Regions from separate parts of the Sus scrofa genome. Here all the other regions are linked to region 3. A link is a contact called in public Hi-C, HiChIP or PLAC-seq and promoter capture Hi-C data. All regions are on one chromosome and are shown on one strand. Each heading gives the region's core, a stretch centred on a gene start, on an enhancer-like site or on the middle of the called end of the contact. The rest is flanking DNA. Distances are from core to core; before and after follow the strand shown.

Evidence for each region. Promoter capture Hi-C pulls out the DNA fragments that hold promoters and counts their contacts. Hi-C and Micro-C count contacts between places; a contact is called where the count stands out from the background. HiChIP or PLAC-seq counts read pairs in DNA pulled down with a chosen protein or histone mark.
Region 1: a contact with region 3 is called in an H3K27ac HiChIP or PLAC-seq map of alveolar macrophages, with 2.4 times the contacts expected there. The contact joins the enhancer-like site here to the promoter of TRIB1 in region 3. A contact is called at or near these places in 12 of 47 Hi-C or Micro-C datasets (alveolar macrophages, blood, epiblast stem cells and 3 more) and 2 of 2 datasets of contacts at active chromatin or transcription factors (alveolar macrophages and skeletal muscle).
Region 2: a contact with region 3 is called in a promoter capture Hi-C map of fetal liver, with 5 times the contacts expected there. The contact joins the enhancer-like site here to the promoter of TRIB1 in region 3. A contact is called at or near these places in 1 of 5 promoter capture datasets (fetal liver), 6 of 47 Hi-C or Micro-C datasets (embryonic fibroblasts, fetal liver and heart right ventricle) and 2 of 2 datasets of contacts at active chromatin or transcription factors (alveolar macrophages and skeletal muscle).
Region 4: a contact with region 3 is called in an H3K27ac HiChIP or PLAC-seq map of skeletal muscle. The contact joins the enhancer-like site here to the promoter of TRIB1 in region 3. A contact is called at or near these places in 1 of 5 promoter capture datasets (liver), 13 of 47 Hi-C or Micro-C datasets (alveolar macrophages, embryonic fibroblasts, fetal heart ventricle and 4 more) and 2 of 2 datasets of contacts at active chromatin or transcription factors (alveolar macrophages and skeletal muscle).
Region 5: a contact with region 3 is called in a Hi-C map of liver, with 2.6 times the contacts expected there. The contact joins the enhancer-like site here to the promoter of TRIB1 in region 3. A contact is called at or near these places in 1 of 5 promoter capture datasets (liver), 6 of 47 Hi-C or Micro-C datasets (embryonic fibroblasts, liver and skeletal muscle) and 2 of 2 datasets of contacts at active chromatin or transcription factors (alveolar macrophages and skeletal muscle).

Annotation. Positions count from the first base shown.
Region 1 is chr4:14,226,184-14,228,883 of Sscrofa11.1, forward strand. No RefSeq gene overlaps it. Among named protein-coding and RNA genes, the nearest start is that of TRIB1, 71 kb to the right of the region's middle. Within about 2 kb of position 1,293, at least 39 of the 83 cell types and tissues checked have an H3K27ac peak or open chromatin away from gene starts, as enhancers often do. A contact at or near this core is called in alveolar macrophages, liver, retroperitoneal adipose tissue and 1 more, where this site is marked.
Region 2 is chr4:14,410,557-14,413,256 of Sscrofa11.1, forward strand. The region is part of intron 4 of NSMCE2 (E3 SUMO-protein ligase NSE2); the gene reads right to left. Among named protein-coding and RNA genes, the nearest start is that of TRIB1, 110 kb to the left of the region's middle. Within about 2 kb of position 1,390, at least 20 of the 83 cell types and tissues checked have an H3K27ac peak or open chromatin away from gene starts, as enhancers often do. A contact at or near this core is called in alveolar macrophages, embryonic fibroblasts, fetal liver and 1 more, where this site is marked.
Region 3 is chr4:14,296,702-14,299,401 of Sscrofa11.1, forward strand. It overlaps TRIB1 (tribbles homolog 1), which reads right to left and starts at 1,418. Exons shown (of 3, transcript XM_021088927.1): 1 at 105-1,418. The coding sequence starts at 464.
Region 4 is chr4:14,370,395-14,373,094 of Sscrofa11.1, forward strand. The region is part of intron 4 of NSMCE2 (E3 SUMO-protein ligase NSE2); the gene reads right to left. Among named protein-coding and RNA genes, the nearest start is that of TRIB1, 74 kb to the left of the region's middle. Within about 2 kb of position 1,282, at least 21 of the 83 cell types and tissues checked have an H3K27ac peak or open chromatin away from gene starts, as enhancers often do. A contact at or near this core is called in alveolar macrophages and skeletal muscle, where this site is marked.
Region 5 is chr4:14,390,736-14,393,435 of Sscrofa11.1, forward strand. The region is part of intron 4 of NSMCE2 (E3 SUMO-protein ligase NSE2); the gene reads right to left. Among named protein-coding and RNA genes, the nearest start is that of TRIB1, 94 kb to the left of the region's middle. Within about 2 kb of position 1,311, at least 3 of the 83 cell types and tissues checked have an H3K27ac peak or open chromatin away from gene starts, as enhancers often do. A contact at or near this core is called in liver, where this site is marked.

The DNA.
Region 1 (2,700 bases), core at 43-2,542, 71 kb before region 3:
CTTTATAATATAGCTTTAGATCAGGGATCATGATGTATCCATCTTTGTTCTTCTTTCTCAAGATTGCGTTGACTATTCAGAGTCCCCTGTGGTTCCATACAAATCTGAGTGTTGCTTGTTCCTGACTTCAGATTTTCCTTTCTCTGATGCCCCTTCAGGCCTCAGCTTTTATCCAAATCCACTCCAGTTCTCTAAAAAAAAAAAAAAAAAAATTTAATGATAACAATGAATAATAACTACATTTTTGTGTGCTCTGTCTGTAATAAATCTATGACAATGCTATAACAATTACTTTATATAACAATACTAGCATTTATTAAGAACTCTTACTTACATACTGGGCCACCTTCTTTCAATTATATATATATATTAGCTTATTTATCAACTCCATGAGGAAGGTGCTATAATATAATTCCCTTTTAAAGATGAGAAAGCTGGGGCACAGGACAGTTAAGTCACCTGCTTAAGGACACACAGCTAATGAGCCACAGAACAAGGAGTTAAACTTCAAGCTGTAAAGTCTGATTCTTAGCATCTATATCCTGCTGCCTCATGCAATCCTCCTGGGTCCTTAATGACAGTCTTCCCAGGCAGATATTTCCTGATTTTACAAATGAGAAAACTGGAGACTCAGCTATATCTTGGGCCCATGTGCCGAGTCGCCATATTGGAATTGGACCCTAAACCCAGTATTGTCTAATCCCATAGTCTGAGGCCCCAACCACCACACAGCTCTGCCCTTCCGTTCACACCAGTCTGAGCTTGGGGGAGCAGGGAGGGCCTCCCCATCTCCCTCCGAGGAATTGTTTGAGCCTTCTCCTCATGGTCAAGAATTTCTCACACGGGCTCCCCACTCAAGGGAGGCCTCCTGGGTTTCTGGATTCAAAGCCTGTGCGTGTGTCACGGCCAAGCATCTACACTAGCTGTGCCCCTGCAGATTTTCTCCAATCTTCAACTCCTCGGCAAGTGCTAGGGACTTTGTTCCATGATGGAAGGTCACTCGGTTCCAGTGGCAGGCTCAAGTGGGTGAGGGAGGCCCTTTGAGTCATGGAGGAAACCACAAGCTCGGGTCCCCGCAGCCCCTGCTCCCAGAGGCCGCACCCCAATACTGTGGAAATGTGTAATTTGCACCCTCATCCACCTCCCACAGACCCAGGGTTCTGCTGCTGCTGATTCATTTTGAGAAGCTCCACTTTCCACAGCTTCATGAGGAAGGATTGTCCCCACCGCCAGAGCCATGTGTGTTTGCTATGATTCATCAGATCGTCTGCAATCGCCTCAAAAATAGCCCTTACGCAATGCAGGAGCCGCTGGGAGCCTCGGCGCAGGGGCTTCCCCTCTTAGTCACCCTCTGGGCCTCAGTCCACTTCCACGCAGCCACGGGAACTCGGAGGGACAGGCACATGCCCAAAAGAGGAACTTGAGAAACTAGCAGGCGGGGGGTGAAGGCCGCCCCCCCACAGTTGGCAACTGTGATGAGGCAAGATCGCAGCTGTGGGCCTCTGTAGAAGTGAAATGTGCTCCGTAAACAAAATCTCCCAAGGCCAAGGGTGGCCGCGGCCCTGTGCCCTCTGGTCCCAGGGTCTGTGGCCAGCAAGGAGGCCCCGGACACGGCTGATCAGCTCTTCCTGCAGATTTGGATGTTCGACGGGAAGGCAGGCTGCTGGCAGAGGCTGATGCTGGTCTGAGCCTACAGAGAACACTGAGAGGGACAAGAGGGAGGGTGGTGTCCCACTGGGGGTGCCTCCTGCTGGAAGGAGGCCCTTCCGGTCCAGTGTTCCTCCTCTCTAGCCACCAGCAGTTAGATATGATGGGGGTTGGAGAGAGTTGTCACCACATGGATGCTCAGGCCCCATCTCCAGAGATCCTGGGTGGGCCTGGGTGTGGGTGCTTTTCAAAAGCTGACATTTTAGAGTTGAAAACTAGTTACCTAGGGCGAGCCATCACGTTGCATAGAAGGAGTTGCTGAACTTCAACTTTCCCTTGGCCTACAAAGCCTTCCACGATCAGGCCTCTTCATTTCCTCATTACCTCTCTGAATTCTCTGGGGTTTTTTGCTTGTTTGTTTGTTTGTTTGTTGTTTTTTCTTTTTTAGGGGCCGCACCTGCAGCATATGGCAGTTCCCAGACTGAGGGTTGAATCTGAGCTGCAGCCGCCAGCCTACGCCACAGCAACACGGGATCCGAGCCGCATCTGCAATCCACACCGCAGCTCACAGCAACTGCCGGAGTCTGAACCCACTGCAGAGATTGAACCCACATCCTCATGGATACTAGTCAGGTTCTTAACCCACTGAACCACAGGGGAAACTCGTGAATTCTCTGGTCTTACCACTTCTCTCTCTCTCTCCTCTTCCAGTCTCCTCCCCGCTCTTCCTCTTTCCCTCTCCCTGACTCTCCCCCCACCCTCCTCTCTTCCTCCCACCTCAGGGCCTTTGCACCACCTGTTACCCCTGCCTTTGCCCCAGATCCCTCAGGATTCTAAGTCCGAATCAGTACCTTAGTGCCTCTCCATGTTCTCACTTCATTTTCCTTCACAGCACAACAGACCCTATGTCTGTATTTTTTTATTGCCTTATCCTCCATTAGAATGTAGTCTCAGAAGGGCCAGGGCTTCCTGCTGCACTCCCAGCACCAGCATAGTGACTGGCAAGCCACGATTGCTCAATACCTATATTTGCTGGTGGATGGACAACCCCAG
Region 2 (2,700 bases), core at 140-2,639, 110 kb after region 3:
TTCTTCTTAAAAACCTTGCAATCGGACTGGTGCTTCTTGTTTTGAGAGGCCAATCTTATTAGATCATGTTCTAGCTCAGTGTAGGCCTTGCTCAATACTCTGAAATTTCAGACCTACTGAAGCTACTAAAAACTTTTCAGCTGAGGAGTCCACGACCTCATGTGAAATAGGAGTCATGGGAATTTGAACAGACTCATAAAACAGCTCTATGGTAAACTGAAACGCCGATGACAATGGAATGAATGACTAATATTCACATATGACTTTTTATCCAAAGCCCCCGGTGTCCAGTGCATTTTTGCAAACTTATTAAACCTCCGCACAGTCCCAACTATGCTACTTCCATGATACAACTTTTTCATGGACTGCTGCGTGCGGGCCTCATGTGACCAAGCCTTACTTGCCCTCAGGTGCCTGGCAGGTGGTAGGAGAACTAGCCTCTTCCATCTGCAGAATAAAGAACTACTACAAAGGAAGAATTCGAGCTGGGGCAGATTTCAGCAACTGAATGGGGGGCCTGGAGAACCTTGCAGGAGGGGTCTGGCCTCGCAGCTGAGAAAGAGAGATGGGCAAATGGCTTCCTAATAAAAGCAATTTGCAAATGCTTCTGCACACATTACCTTTGTGCTATGTGGCCCCAGGACTCAGTGGAAGTGAAATGTGTATTTTATTTCCCCTCTAGATCTCCACGCTCCCTTCCCCAGAGCCAGCCTATAACCTCAACTCTCTCAGCAGCCAAAAGTAGATGACTAAGGACAAAGCCAGAGGGTTCAACTTTGGGTTGTTGTTTAGCCTGTATTACTGGTAGTAACCAGAACAGCATAAACTGCTACCATGAAAAAGGTCAGAGGCCAAAAGACTGCTCTCTGACTCAGGGAAAACATCAGGCGAGGATAATTTTCAACTGTGTGATTTTTCAATAAATGACACAAAGGATGTTCTACTTGGGATTCTTGGTCTTAAATCAGAGCGCAAAGGCCGGAGAGTCAGTATTTAGCATCTTGATACTTTGGGGTCATGGTGTGCAAGGAGAAGAATTTTCCCTTTTCACGTGGGATTATAATGTAACGAAAATGGCACTGGCTCTAAGAAATGTATAAACTTCAACGTCTCTGGGGCTAGAATTGAGCAGGAGCAAAGCATTGGGGCCGGGGGGTTGGGGGGAGACTAGGCAAGTGGAGACGCCGACAAGCTGCTCGCCTCTCACTCAGGCAGACCCAGCGTTGTCAGGTTCGGTATATTTAAAATAAAAAAATTGGAAATGTGGCTTGCTATGTGAAATCTCCCAATTTGTGTGTGTTGCAACTAACTGATGTACATACAACTATGTGGGCCAAACACACACATCTGTGGGCTGGATCCAGTTCACAGCCTCTGGTGTCTGACCTCTGTGACCACAGTAATGGTTTTCAACCCGTAAGCAGTTAAAAGGAAACGAGATCTGACACATCCTCCAGGGAGCAGACGACACTGTTGCTTGGTCAAAAGACTCTTTATAACTCCACCGAGTGAGGTTTCAGAACTAAGTCCAAGCAGTCGATGAGTTTATTCTTCGAACAGCATCAAGTCTACAGCTGGAAGGAGGTTGGCGTCAGGGGATCTTAGGGAAGGTTAGGGAAGGGGTTTAGTGAGCCAGGTGTTCTGTGGCTTCACAGTAAGAAGTCTAACCAGCTGAATCCGCCTGTTTAAAATCTAGTTTGTTCTTTCTGCTCTTAGAGGCTAATGGCCAAAGAAATGTGTCAACCAGGGACTTCCAGGTGGTGGCTTAACAGGACTGACAGAAAGTTCAGCCGGAGAGCAAAGAGTCAATCCCCCTTCAGATCTGACCATACATCACAGAACAGACAGCGCGATGGCTGGCTGCCCATCTTCCTTATCACACACAGGGCTTCCCGCCGTATACCATGCTTTCAGCTATCTTTCCATACTGCTCCTGGAAGATTTCTAAACATAGCCATCACACGTGTGTTTGGAAGGAAGGAGGTTCTTATTTTAAAGAAGAGACAGTTCCTTGTCTCTGGCGACAGGGCTTGCAATGGGCTACCTGCTCTGTTCTACCATGGACCAGCGATCCTCAGCGTTAAAAGAGACTGAGAGGAGACAAACACTGGCCTCTTCTTTCCACACTAGGTGAGAGGAGGGCTGACCTGTGACTGATTTCCAGTGGGATGGAGAAATCCAGCCTCAATGGCCTGGCTACCGCCTTGGCATGCTATTTTATCCGCTAGTATAATACAGTAGTTATACTAATATCTAACCTTCATAGCCTACTCACTACATGTGCTGGGTACAGATGCCTATTATGCTTATTATGCCAGGTACAGTTCTAAGTGCTTTATATATATTTACTTACATTCTTCATACAACCCTAAGGATGGAGGTATTATTCCTACTCTCATTTTATAGAAGAAATAAAACCAAAGCACAGAGAGGTTAAGTATTTTGCCCAAGGTCACACAGTTAGTGACTGGTGGAAGAGGAATTCAAACCTAGACAGTCTGGCTCCAGGGCCATGCTCGTAACCATCATGCTAGATAACCTCTCAAAATGAGCAATGGATATCAAGGTAAAGGCCATAATTTGAGACCGGGCTGCTTACTGTACAATGTGAAGGCTTGGCAATTTCCTGTTCTGATGGAAAAGAAAATTTCTACTTCTACATTTTATGCAGGTGTCAGAGCAATTACACATTCGGGGTGG
Region 3 (2,700 bases), core at 168-2,667:
CCTTCGGCCCCCGGGCGTCGTCTGAGGAAACCCCAAATAACTCTGCTGCCACCGTGTCTCCCCACCCCGCGACCTCCGCTCGGCCTCGGCCTCCGGGTGCCTACCTTGCAGCGCAGCTCGCGGCCCGTGTGGATGCACAGCGCCCGGGACACATGTTCGCGCTCGGCCAGGGGCAGCAGCAGGTAGTCGGCGATGCGGCTGGGCCCCGGCGCGCTCCCGGAGCCGCCGCCAGCCCCGGGCGCGGCGGGCGGAGGCTGCGGGCTGCAGGGAGAGCCAGGGGGGCTGAGGTAGTCCGGAGGGTTTGAGCACTCGGAGAGACGTGGGCACTTGGCCGCCACCGCCGCCGCGTCGTCCGCGTCCAGCAGGCGTTTGGCAGGAGCGCCCCGGCCGGCCGGGAGCAGCAAGGCCGGGGCTCGGGGCTGCGAGACGCCGCTCATAGCAGAGCGCACGGGACCGACCCGCATCCCGTCCGGCGCCGGGACGGCCCCGGCTTTGTACGTCCTCGGATCGGCGCGGGAAGGCGCGACGGGGTCGGCGCCGGCGCCGCGACGTATTCCAGCCCGCAGGATGGAGTTTGCAGACGGAGCTTGGTTCGGCCCCCACGGGGGGCAAAGCCGGAGCCTCTCCCCGGCGCTGGCGGTACACGCGAGAACCACCGTGGCTGCGCGTCCCGGGGTGGGAGGCCGGCTCGGGTCCTCAGACCCCCGCGGTATCGGCTCCGGGCACCTGGCAGGGGGCGGCCGCCGCTATTGTTGTCGAGGCTGCCGACAGTCAGGGAGGCAGAGGTGGCGGTGGCTGGCCTTACCGAGGTCCGAAACAGCGAGTACAGGATTCCGCAGGCTCGGCGGAGCCACGGAGCAAATGCACTTCCCAAAGCAATAAGTCTCGGGGCCAAAGCCGGAGCAACTTTTCCGCGGCGCTCGGGATCCTGCGCGCTCCGGGCTCCCGGCGTGAGTGTGCCCGAGCGAGACGCGCTCAGAGAGAGTGACTGAGTGTGAGTGAGTGAGTGTGTGCGCAGCACCGATCCTGGCCAGTGCACTCCTCCTTCTCCTTTTCCTCCACCTCCTCCGCCTCCCGGTGACTCACGCTGTATACACACATACACTCACAGGCCGGGCTGTGTAAACAGTTGGGAAGCCGGGTTGTGCAATGAGGTGGCTGCGACGACTCGGGCCCTGCCGCTGGGCGAGCAGTCACCGGAGAGGGGGGGGGGAGGCTGGGAGGAGGGAGGAGGAGCTGGGTCGGCGGGGGCGATGGGGGTGGCCCGAGGGCTGGGATGCTCCGGGCAGCGCGCGCTCTGGCGCAGGTGGTGTGTCCCGAGCTGGCTGGGGCGCGCGCACACGCCCCCCGGGCTGGGCTAAGCAGGAGGCGGCGCGCGCCCTCCGGCAGGCAGCGGGCTCAAAGCTAGAAGCTGGAGGAGGGGGTGGAGGAAAAGTTCCCGTGACGTCAGGGTCCCCGGGAAGTGGGCGGGAGGGGTGGGGCCGTGGGGGGCGAAGCGACCGCTGATTGGTGCGCGCTCCCCATTCACACCGAGCACAATGGACTGCGGGCGCGCGCACCAAGGCTCGCTGCACCCGCTGCTCGCTGCAGCCGCGCGGTGACGCCTTTTGCCCTGGGGATCTCCCCCCGCAACCGACCGCCCCGCGCCCTGGGACCTCCGGTTGGAGCCGTGGGCGTCGCGAGGCCCGGCGGTAGTCGGCGGAAAGGAAGAGAGAGAAGGTGATGAATTCCAGAATCACTCATTCACCCCCACGCGGTAGTTCCGGGGAAGACCTATGCGTGGTTGTGGATGTGGTTTTTTGTTTTTTTTTTTTTCCTTTTCCTGCCCCCTCCCAGCTCTAATCCCCAGCGTCTGTTCGCTTCCACAAATAGAACCTTCTGTTGGATGAAATAAAAGCAAACACTGGGCCTTCTGCGCTGCCTCCACCTCCACGCCCCTCCCGCGCCTGCCGCCCGCCGGGATTGCACGGAAATAGCTTCTCCAGGCTCCCCGGCCGCCCCTTCGCGGTGACTCGCAGAAAGAGCTTCCTGAGCCGGGGCCGGTGGGAAACAAAGGATGTGGGGAGAGGGCGGAAGGGGCCCACGTGGCCGCCGCTGGATTCTAGCCCCCTCCCCGGCCTCCACACGCCCTGCAGGGTCTGGGGCCCCGGGGCCAGCCCAGCCCAGTTCCGTGGTGGCCGGGTAGCGGAGTGGGAGTCATTCTGCCACCGACAGTGATACTTCCTACACCCGGGCAGCCCTGCCAGGGCGTGTGCGTGCACTCGTGCAACGTGATTGCGGTGAGCGCGAAATGTGTGTCAGACGCTGCACAAAGCTCCATGAAAAAGCAACCTAGAATCTATCGTTTTTCTTTCTTTCAAGAACCAGGTCGATTTGGAGTCCCTGGACACCCAGCGTACATAGCTATTATCAGAATCCCTTCTGCCCTTGTACTAAAAATTTCATTTTCTAAAACCAGGTCGAGCCCCAAGGATAAATTTTTTCCATATTAAATCTCCATTCATTCAGCAAATACTAATGAAGCATCTAGTAAGAGCTAGACGCTGGGGATTAGAAGATTGAGCATTAAAATAATAATAGCTAACGTTAATTGAGGTCTGTAAAATGCCAGGCACAGTTCTTAGCACTTTACACATAGTCACTGCAGTCTTACAGCCACCCCGTTGGGTTATTTTTTGCCCCTTTTCAAGAGGGAGAAGC
Region 4 (2,700 bases), core at 32-2,531, 74 kb after region 3:
CCCTCAAGAAGGCAGGGGTGAAGCCCTCAGAGTTTAGGATATCCCAGACAGAGCATTTTTAACCCTTGGTCATCAGGGTGTGGTGCCCGGTGCCTTTCAGCTTTTCAAGGGCTATAAAAGTGTCTGAGATCTTGAAAAACCATTTATATGCTTCAAAACAGATTAACTACAAACAAATTAATAAATGCTAAAGGTCTACAAAATGTAATGCTGGGTTAACCTCCTTAATTGTTGATTTGGTAATCAAGAATATCTCATTGGCAGAGTTCCCACAGTGGCGCAACAACGAGATCAACAGTGAATTGGGAGCCCTGAGATGTGGGTTCGATGCCCGGCCCAGAGCAGTAGGTTAAGGATCTGGTGTTGCCACAGCTTCGGCTTGGGTTGCAGCTACGGTTAGGATCTGCTCCCTGGCCTGGGAACTCTATGTGCCCTGGGGTGGCCAAAAAAGAAAAAAAAAAAAAAAAAAAAAAATTTCATTGGGAAGCAACATGTAAGCTGGATTTAGGTTTTAATTTAATAATTCCCAATTATGCTCATTGCTGAGAAATTAATTCTAAGTTAAATCCCTGACTTGTAGCCAGCCTTTTTCCAAAGCAAAATTGTAAAAATATCTTCAAAAAGTTTTGCCAGCAATAAAACTGTATTTAACATGGAGGTTGCCACAGTATGTTTGCTGTGATGTGAGTTGGGCCTTCTAAAATAATTTTCCTCAGCTCTCTAAAGGGCTTTTGTGCTTCCCAGGACCTGTCTTTGGTATTAATAGCACAAGAGTCACACTCCTACAAGAGTTCTCTTATCAACCTAATGATTCCACGGAATGGCTCGGGAAAGTCAGACAGGTGAAGACAACAAAGCCAAGGAGCAGAGCCGGGAGCTGTTCTGATTCTCTGATTCCCTTTCCAAAGCCTCCTCCTGGGGGCTGCTGCTTCCCATTTCTGATTGTGGGTCTGACAGTCAAAAGAAAAGGATCTCTTTGTGTCCATTCCTTACAGGGCTTATTCTGAACCCATCACAGATTTCTGACTGTTATACTGCAGAATTCACCAGACAATCTGCTGGAGGAATAACAGAGTTCAGCTAATGTGAAAGACTGTGGGTTTGTTTTCGGTTTTTTAAAATTGTATTTTCTATTTTTAAATTTCAAAAGGTAGAGGAAGCAAGAAAACACAACTGCAATGCCGACCACTAGGGAAGGCTGGGTGGGGAACTTAGAAGCTGTAGGTGGCTCTCGACAGCAGCAATCACGACAGAGGAAGGTGACAGCAGCGAGACCGGGGAAGAGTGCCAAGAGTGAGTAATGGCCCACGGACCGAGAGGCTAAAAAGAGAAAGAGGCTCAGTAGCTCAGCGTCTCTTGAGCTAGAACGTTTCCTCACCCGAAATCTATATTTATAGAAAGTGATATTAACGTCGGGATTCGACAGTGGGCTGAAACAAAAGGTCACATCTGGCAGTAAATGTCACTTACACCAATTTACACAAGAAAGACAAAACTTTTTGATAAGTCGGCTAAAGGAAGATTGGAGAAAAAATATCGATCATCTACTAGAATCACACAAACTCTAAAATTGAGATTATTTATCCTAATTCTCTCATTTACTTGAGAAAAAGGAGATCCAAAGACATTATAGGTTTTGTCCACAGTCACGTGGGGATTTAATAAGTCAATGTACGGCTCTGGATTTTGTCCTGGTTAATTCAAATACTAAAACCAGCTGGATCTGGGAGCCACCCCTCCTTCCCCAACGTTAGTATTTTATTAATAATAATACCTCGAATGTACTGCATGCAACATAGCAGCTACTCTGCTAACCACTTTATATACATCTGTTCATTTAATTCTCACAAAAGACCCACTGTTTTTTTCTTTGCTTTGCTTTGCTTTTTAGGGCTGCATCCGTGGCATAGGGAAATTCCCAGGCTAGGGGTCCAATTGGAGCTACTGCTGCCGGCCTACACCACAGCCACAGCAATGCAGGATCTGAGCTGCATCTGCAACCTACACCACAGCTCCTGGCAATGTTGGATCCTTAACCCACTGAATGAGGCCAGGGATCGAACCCATATCCTCATGGATACGAGTCAGATTCATTTCTGCTGTGCCATGACGGGAACTCCAGAACAACTCCATTGTTATTCTCACCACACAGACAAGAAAACTTGAGGCCCCTGCAATATTTTAAGGCAAAGGTAGGAAATATCAGCATAATAATAATAAAATAAGTGGAGTAACTCAGTTTCGTTGCTATTAAAGAGATCTCAAAAATGTTCTGCTTAAAAAGAGAAAGACAAGAAGATGAGTCACAGTCTTCCATATGCATTCACGAGGCACACTGTCAGAAGTATAAGCACCAGCTGCCAACTTCCGACCGGATGGGCAGATGGCTGGCCCACACCTTCCATCCGTGCCGGGACCCAGGGCACCCAAGCACAGGGCCGAGGAGGAAGCTGGGTGGGAACTAACATTTAAGGAGCTCTCACGAGCGCTGTATCAGCACTGAGGAACTTGAATGGGCTTATCCTGACGTCATAAAATAAAAACCAAATGGAGAAAACATGAAAATGTTTGTAGTAATAATTAGGTAGCGAATCAGAGATTTCTAAAAGTCTAGACTGTTCCCTAGTGATGTAAAGTCAGGGGTTAGCGAGGGCATTTATTGAACCCCAAGCTGCGGGTTCACGGTTAGTCAGTGATGAC
Region 5 (2,700 bases), core at 61-2,560, 94 kb after region 3:
CCCGTCTGCTTCTCCTGAGTCAACAGTGGACCCAGGGGCCCAAGGGAGGAGCGGAAAAACCCTGGACCGACTGGGAGGGAGACCTGAGTTCCAGGCAGGCCTCTGCCATCAGCCATGTGTGTGATCTTGGAGGCGGCCAGCTAGGGCCTGACCTTCCTTATCTGGAACATGGCCTTGAGCAGTGGCTCTCAAGCCCAGCAGGGTATCAGACCCACAAGGAAAACAATTATTAGAAACAAACCTAGGAGTTCCCATCATGGCTCAGTGGTTAACGAATCTGACTAGGAACCATAAAGTCACGGGTTCCATCCCTGGCCTCGCTAAGTGGGTTAAGAATCCGGCATTGCCATGAGCTGTGGTGTAGGTTGCAGACGTGGCTTGGATCCCGAGCTGCTGTGGTTCCGGTGTGGGCCAGCTGCTTCAGGTCTGATTAGACCCCTAACCTGGGAACCTCCACATGCTGTGGGTGCACCCCTGGAAAAGACCAAAAAAAAAAAAAAAAAAAAAAGAAGCAAACCTAGGTGCTCCAGTGGTGCCTCAACGGAAACGAATCTGACTAGCATCCATGAGGACACAGGTTCAATCCCTGGCCTCACTCAGTGGGTTAAGAAGCCAGCGTGGCTGTGAGCTATGGCACAGGCTGGCAGCTGCAACTCCAATTTGACCCCTAGGCTGCGAACTTCCATATGCCATGGGTGTGGCCAAAAAAGAAAAAAAAGAAACAAACAAACCTAGATATTTTTTCTTGCTTTTTTAGGGCCACACCCGCAGCATATGGAGGTCGAATTGGAGCCACAGCTGCTGGCCTACGCCACAGCCACAGCCACATCAGATCCAAGCCAAGTCTTCGACCTACACCACAGCTCAAGGCAACGCCGGATCCTTAATCTATAAGCGAGGCCAGGGATCGAACCCACAACCTCATGGTTCCTAGTCAGATTCGTTTCCAACGTGCCACGATGGGAACTCTCAAACCTAGATTCCAAGTCCACTCTTAGAGATCCTTAATCCACGGGTCTGGGGTGGGGCCCAGTACACTTTGGTTCCTGTATGTGCCCCCGTTATGGGAACAAGGGTCACTGGCAGCGATAAATGCCTATGACCCTGGCGTCATGGCTTAGTGTTCCCTTCAGACAACTCCATCTCCTCCAAGTTCCAAAACCCACTAGATCCTCTAATCCTCTCCCTCTCCCTTGAAAAGAACCCAAACTGGAGTATTTCCAAGCATATTGCGTGGGAGCTTACCACGTGCATGGGAACCCAGAGAGTTTTGAAATCAAAGGTTGGTTCATGAGACTCACAGGGTCAAGTGAAGAGGTAACCTTGTTTAGACAGAAATCCAAGCTAAAGGGCACGAACTCCTCTGGAGCGAGCAGCTTGCAACCAATGTGACGAGGAGAGGGAAGAGGAGGCAGGCTTGCCATAGCAGTGAAAGAAGCTGCTTTTAAAACAAAAACCTGTAATACATCTGGATCTGCTTGACTTGAGCTTAAAGAGTCAGTGAACGTCTTATTCACAAGGGAAGCACAAGCCTGAGATTCAGTTTGCTTAGTTGTCTGAGCACTCTTATCAACTGAAGGCTCACTGTGTTCCAGACCCTGTGCTCACAAGCCTTCTACACATTTTGCTCCATTTCATTGATCCAACTCTGATGCAAGTATTTTACATACATTTTCTTGAAAACTGGAGATCACAGAGCTAGCCCAACCCAGGTATTTTTGACGCCATAAACCATACAAGGCTACAAACATGACCTTAATATCTAATAAACCTTAGGTCAAAATTTCTGCAATATCTAACACTGAGTAGGGAAGCTGAGCAAACCTGGCAGGTTTCTAGGAATCTATAAATTGGGAGAAAAAGTGTCTTTTATAGAATTCTCAGATGTGCTTTACTTAGAGGAATCTAGACAAAGAGAAAGAGGATGATAAATATAATTTAGAAAATCTGAATCCAACTCTGTTCTTGATGATTATGTATGTGTCCTTGAAAAGGCAGTTTTCAGAGTTCCCTGCTGGCTCGGCAGGTTAAGGATCCAGGGTTGTCATTGCCGTGGCTCTGGTTACTGCTGTGGCATGGGTTAAATCCCTGGCCTAGGAACATTTGCATGCCATGAGAGTGGCAAAGAAAAGAAGAGCAAAGAAAAAAGAAAAGAAAAGGCACTTTTCATATCGGGCTGTGGGTTGCATATCAGCAGAGTGAGGGTGACCAGAGCTACTACCATAGCAGGGATGTTGTGAGAACTAAATAGATTAAGTCCCTAAAGCAGCTTTGATCTGCTTTGAGAAAGATGCCAGATAAATGGCATATGGAACTATGATTTGTCCTTCCAAAGGCCATAGCTGACCGCAGCTTATAAGAAGCTTCCTGTAGACCAGACTTCCTTGATCCTTCTCTAAATTTTCCAGATTTCATTCCTGCAAATAGATTAGTGATTGCAAGAGGTAGACCAGGCTCCATGCTGCAACTTCACTGGGACTAGAATTTGAAATACAGCAACAAACCAGTGATTGCCAGTGGGGAGAGGAGAGGGGCCAGATAGGGGTAGAGGATTAAGAAGTACAAACTATTATAAAATATGTGTAAAATAAACTACAGGGGGAACATAGCCAGCATTTTATTGTAACTGTAAGTGGAGTATGACCTTTAAAATGTGTGAATCACTATATTGTACACCTGTAACTTATATAATATTGCACA